Linked DNA regions of Ovis aries: region 1 is linked to region 2. Evidence: chromatin contacts called from public Hi-C data. All regions are on one chromosome and are shown on one strand. Each heading gives the region's core, a stretch centred on a gene start, on an enhancer-like site or on the middle of the called end of the contact. The rest is flanking DNA. Distances are from core to core; before and after follow the strand shown.

The links. Hi-C and Micro-C count contacts between places; a contact is called where the count stands out from the background.
Region 1: a contact with region 2 is called in a Hi-C map of hypothalamus, with 8 times the contacts expected there. The contact joins the promoter of MRPS10 here to the promoter of BYSL in region 2. A contact is called at or near these places in 3 of 16 Hi-C or Micro-C datasets (hypothalamus, liver and mixed tissues).

Annotation. Positions count from the first base shown.
Region 1 is chr20:15,965,977-15,968,744 of ARS-UI_Ramb_v3.0, forward strand. MRPS10 (mitochondrial ribosomal protein S10) reads right to left here and starts at 1,289. Exons shown (of 7, transcript XM_060403635.1): 1 at 1,032-1,289. The coding sequence starts at 1,137.
Region 2 is chr20:15,721,082-15,724,117 of ARS-UI_Ramb_v3.0, forward strand. BYSL (bystin like) reads left to right here and starts at 1,405. Exons shown (of 8, transcript XM_027958998.3): 1 at 1,405-1,563; 2 at 1,747-2,018. The coding sequence starts at 1,751. MED20 (mediator complex subunit 20) reads right to left here and starts at 1,307. Exons shown (of 5, transcript XM_042237281.2): 1 at 1,195-1,307. The coding sequence starts at 1,208.

The sequences.
Region 1 (2,768 bases), core at 39-2,538, 240 kb after region 2:
CCCGAGGCTAAACTTATTTTTTATAATAACAGTAAGATGGTATTTTCAACTTTTCCACTCTAGTCTCGCACCAAAGTACAGTGAAGTTTTCCAGAGACTGTATGACCTCTGACATAGTAAGAGACTGCAGAAGCAGCTAGAGAAGCTGTTTTCTACTAAGCCAGACATTAAAGAGGTTTGCAAAAACATAAAACATGCCACTCCTCTCTCTCAATTTGTTTTGGAAAACCTAGTTGCTTTTCATAAAATTGCTAATTATGTTAACATATAATGAGTTTTAGTATTTTTAATTAAGGATTTTTAAGATTCTAGGTTGTATTTTCTAATAAGCTAAAAAATCGATAGCTTAAAAAACACAAAACTCAAAGCTCTTTGGAGTCCTTAACTATTTAAAAAAAGAAAACACTTTCTATTGTATGGGGTGTAGCCGATTAACAATGTTGTGACAGTTCAGGTAACACTGAAGGGACGCAGCTATATACATTAGGAGAGAATGTATCCATTCTCCTGAAGAGTAGAGGAGCGCTGAAGCCAAATAAGAACCGCTGCTTGAATTTTTTGCTTTTTCTCCAAAAAACCCAGCAGAGGATACTTAGCCCACTCCTCTGACTTCAGCGACTGTCATTTGAGTCTCAGAAACCTGGGTATCAGGAAGGTATCTCAATCTGATTCCGTGAGAAGCGTCTAAACTCTCAAGCTACCAAATTTTCGCGAGGTGTAGCTTCCCGACTTCTCTGAGCCTATTTCGCAAACGTGAAAGGCGGGGTCTGCAACATTTGTTGTCCAATATCCTTTCCACTTCTGATAGTCTACTCTTCTTCTCGTTCCTGTCTTTGCCCTGACTCATTAACTTCTGTTTTATCCTGAGAGAATTAGAGATAAAATCAGCCCTTTTCTCGCCACCTTCTTCCAAACAGCGGGTCAAGGTGCGAAATAAATATCGCGGAAGATGGGAAGAATGACAAGTGGCAATCAGACGTAATGGTAACTGTCCCTGTTAGGCCGCCTAATCCGCGTAGCGCGCTCCTTACCTGCCAGAGACGCCGGCCCAGGGCCCCAAACACAGCTCGCGCCGCCATCTTGCCGTTCCTGCTCCCCCGGATTGCCTCCGGGGTCACAGAAGCGTCCTCTGACCATAGAGTTCCGCAGAAGGAGAGAGTGTATCCTTGTGTTCCGGCACAGGAACAACCATAGAGACGTGGTTCCACGCTCTCTTAGAGTGAACACAGCCGGCTTCCTTCAGGTCCTAACCTGGCCCGTCCGCCTTTTTATAGCTTCAGCTTGTATCTAGGTAGTTAGCGACTTCCGTCAGCGCTTTCCTCTTGAAATCATTTGTGCTTTGCAGTTCCTGTTTTGTTGGAGGTAAACATAACCACACGCTTGGAACAAATATAACTAATGTATTGACAGTGGTTATCTCTGAGTTGATGGTTGATTGATAGTTGATTTTTCTATTATAACGGAGCAAAGTGCCTGTGGCTCGCAAAAAAAACCCAGACTGACAGTGGGAGTTTGCAGGGAGTAAGGATTTATTGCAGAGCGCCAGGCAAGGGAGCATGAGCCAAGCCTCAGATCCACTCCATGTTTGTCTTTGAGTTAGGGTTTTCTTGTCTGTTTGTTTTTTAAAATAACCAAGAGGCTAGGTTTAATCGTCTTTTGAGTCATAGTTTTGAGAGTCAGAATGTCTCTGGTTTAGGATTCAGGTGGTCCACGATTTGGGGTCTGATACTCACCTTGCCCTGGAGAAACAATCTGCGTTTGTAACTTAGAGGTGAGAGTTGTAACAGCGATAGCCTTGGCAGGCTGCCCAGTGTCCTTTTCAGAATCAAGCTCCCTCTTTCAGTTGTGACATTCAAAGTTGGCTGGTCCCTCTTAGCCAGTGGAGTTTTCCTAGAGCTCTCCAACTCTTGCTGCTTCTAAAGCATCAGTCTCTCTTCTGGGATGGCTCCTCAACCTGCCTCTGCTGCCTTGAACAAGCTGAGTGAAGGTTCTGCAGCAGCTGATGATGGTGACATTACAGCCTGCAAACAACATTTCCCTATGTTACCTAACTGGATCCTCACAAGATGACGTACATTTTACCCGAATTTAATAAGTGAGGAAACTGAGGCTCAGAGATGAAATGACTCAGAGTCATGTGGTGAATTAGTTACAGCTGAACCAATAACCAGCTTCAACATCCTAGTTCAATGCCTTTCCCACCGCTGCGGCACCCCTGGAGTTGACTCTGTGACAAAGTCCAGTTCTACTTAAGTCTCTAGGATGTGAGGCATAGAGGTCCCTGCTTCCCTGTGCTCCTGCAAGGAAGGAGTTTATTTTTTATTTTTAAAGACTGAGATGGCCTTTCCTACTCCTGAAACTGGAAACGTGGCCTCAAAACAGCCTTGGGAACTGGATGCCCTCTCCACCCCTCTGGCCAAATATGGTCTCTTTATGGATGGCCTTTGCTTACAAATTGTGTCTGCTCCCTCAGATTTCCGCCTTGCACATGACTGCTGCTTGCCGCTTTGGCTCACCAAGTTTCTCCATTCATACTCTAAAATGTGGGAATTGGATTTGGCCCCCTTGTTTTCCAGGGCTAAACTGTGTCATCAAACAGACTGTGGCCCTAATAACTTTTGGTCAGGTGCCAGCCCTGTACCAATTAGCTGGGGGCAATGTGGGAGTCATTGTGTGGGGCCATCTGGGGTTTTGCCAACAGTGGGGTTGTGGACAGGGTCTTTTGGTATGGTGTGTGGGCATAGACAGTGCAGGGTTTTTGTTTTGAC
Region 2 (3,036 bases), core at 155-2,654:
TCAGAAGTCCTAGAAGCCTGAAAAAGTTGCGAAGCATCCCAAGAGAGAGCCCTTTCCCTGCTTGCCTTCTGCCCTGAGAGAACAGGTACTTCCAGGGTTTCACGCCTCTTTGCAGCATGCTTTTTTTTTTTTTTGGTTGCGCCACAAGGCATACAGGATCTAATTCCCCAATCAGGGATTGAACCCATGCCCCTTGAAGTAGAAGGTGCCTCCTGCAGTGGAAGCGTGGAATGTTAACCACTGGACTGTCATGAAAGACCCTAGCAAACTTTTCATTCCCATTCTTCGCACCCTTCTTACACTACAGGACTTTGAAGGAGGCTCATGATGCCAGCTTCAGGAAGCAAATGTGCAGTCACTGACAAATCTGCAAGACCTGGGCTACCAGGAATTCCCACAGGCTCTTACATGAGAAGCCTAGAGCCATTGCCTTCAGATAACCTGGCCTCTAAGCCCTCTCTGGGAGAGATGCTCAAGATATATATATTTTAAAGCTCTGAAATCTAGCATTTTGGAACTAAATGACTCGAAGAGAATTAAGCCCATACCTTTCCCTGCCACACTGACTTATAACGTGTTAAAATAAGTCCATAAAAACTAAACCAACCAGGTAATTAAACAGAATAGGAAACAGACCCTGAAGAGGTGATGTGCCTGTAATTCCTATCTCCTAATTCCCAACAGCTCCTTTTTTCCCTCCAGACTCAAGATCTTACAAAGGCCAAACTAGAACCAGACACATGCTGATCTAACTGCATTTAGTGGCTGTAAGGAGGGGCAGGCAAAAACCTAAAAAAGATACTATCTCCTTGTTGCCTATCCCCTACCCATCCAAGCCCTGCCTGCAGACGGGTCCGAGTCCCGACATACTACTTTCAACCCTAAAGTTCTACCCCAGGCTTCACGGTCAAGAAATTGTATCAAGAAAAAAGGAAGGAGGTACACGATCATTAACGGGTTCTTAAACCCTTTTTCCTGCCGCCTTCCAGGAAGAAGGGGCGAATCTCCGAGGAAAGGGGCCTGCAGATTCTGCAGCCCTCGCGGTGGCCCCCTCACTTACACAATCCGAGGACATTTTGCTCATCTTCCGGGGGACTGTGGACCCTGGTCGGGATCCTCCTCCCGGGTATATTCGAGGCTCCAGGGGCCTTCAAGTCCCCAAACCCCGCCCCACAAAGTCCTCTGAAGTCCTACCAAGTCACTCCCATGGTGTCGTGCCAGGAAGATGGGAGGATCAAACAAGTGAAATGCGCTGTGCTCCAGCAGCCCACAAGAGGAGAAACCACCTCGCTAAAGCGAGCTCCAATGGAGGCAGGCGCTCCGGAACTTACGTAAAAACACAGCGTCCAGTCGACACGCCCACGAGGAAGGGCGTGTCTGGGTCCTTCGGTGAGGTCACTGCCCGACTCCGCCCCGCCCCCGATCCCCTGGTTCGCCGGTCAGGGAATTCCCATTCGCCTGGGCACCCTGGACCCAGATCCATGAAACTAGGAAAGTGTATCTCGGACTACAACCACTTAGAGAAGACAACGTTAAATTCGGGAGGACCCAGCTCCAGGACCCGTGAGCTCTTTTTGGGGGGGGGGGGGGGTGGGACGGGGCTTCTGGCACACCCGGCCTCCAGACGCGAGGGGGCGCTGTGAGCTCCGGTGGGCTCTCGGGCGCTGGGTGTTTACCGCGCAAGCGCACTCGGGGCCTTTTTTTCCTCCATACCCACGTGGGAAACTTCACGGCTTGGTTTTCTAGAAAAATGCCCAAGTTCAAGGCGGCCCGCTCGGCCGGGGGTCAGGAGAAGCATGCGCCGCTGGCCGAGCAGATCCTGGCTGGTGACGCGGTGCGGGCAGGAGCCCGAGAAAAACGGCGGGGTCGCGGAACCGGAGACGAGGAGGAAGAGTACGTGGGGCCCCGGCTGACCCGACGGATTTTGCAGCAAGCGCGGCAGCAGCAAGAGGAGCTCGAGGCCGAGCATGGGAGCGGGGACAGGCCCGCGGTGCCGCGGGAGCGCACCACGCGGCTGGGTGAGTGGGGGGGATGGGGTACGAGGAGGAGGGTGGGTAGCTGGGGCGGACGGCTGAAAGGTGTCTGGCAGGGGAATAACTTGGAATTAAAAAACAACAACAACAAAAAACTGAGGCCCTTGGCAAAGGTAATGGGGTTGGGAGACCCAGCTCTGGGGCAGATTGAGGGTTGCCGGAGCCCTCCACGCCCATTCCTTAGAGTGGCACTCTTATAGGCATCACCGAGGTTAGGCCAGCAGGAAGTGGTTACTCACGCCGCTAAGTTCTCCTGGCATTTATTTACGTGTTTTGTAAGTAATCATGGAATGTCTACTACGCACATCCCGCCGTGCTAGGAGTTTAGATGGTTTAGATAAAAAACTGTAAACAGGGTAAAGGTATACCTAACGTCAGGATCTTCCAGTGTAGCCCGAGAGAAAGAATTAAGTAAGCAATTAGAATAATGCACTCGTGATAAAGTATAGCTTCTCTGACAATAGCATTAGTCTTGGGAGTCAGGTTTCCCAGGTTGCATGACCGTTGTGCTGAGAACTGAAAAGTAGGGAGTGCTCTGAGCACAAAGAACAATATTGTTTCAGGACTAGAAAGGGAGCGAGATTATTTAAAAGATGGTCATTTTTCTCGTTATTACTCTGAGAGTGTTGACCTCCAAGTTGCTTAATCCATTTCTCAACACTCATCTTTCATTTGTCTGTGAGCAGCATTCACAAACGGAGAAGGCAATGACAGCCCACTCCAGTACTCTTGCCTGGAAAATCCCATGGACGGAGGAGCCTGGTGGGCTGCAGTCCATGGGGTCTCTAAGAGTCGGACACGGCTGAGCGACTTCACTTTCACTTTTCACTTTCATGCATTGGACAAGCAAATGGCAACCCAGTCCAGTGTTTTTGCCTGGAGAATCCCAGGGGTGGGGGAGCCTGGTGGGCTGCCGTCTGTGGGGTCGCACAGAGTCAGACACGACTGAAGCGACTTAGCAGCAGCAGCGTTCACAAACACTAGCCTCCTTGCTACAGTATCT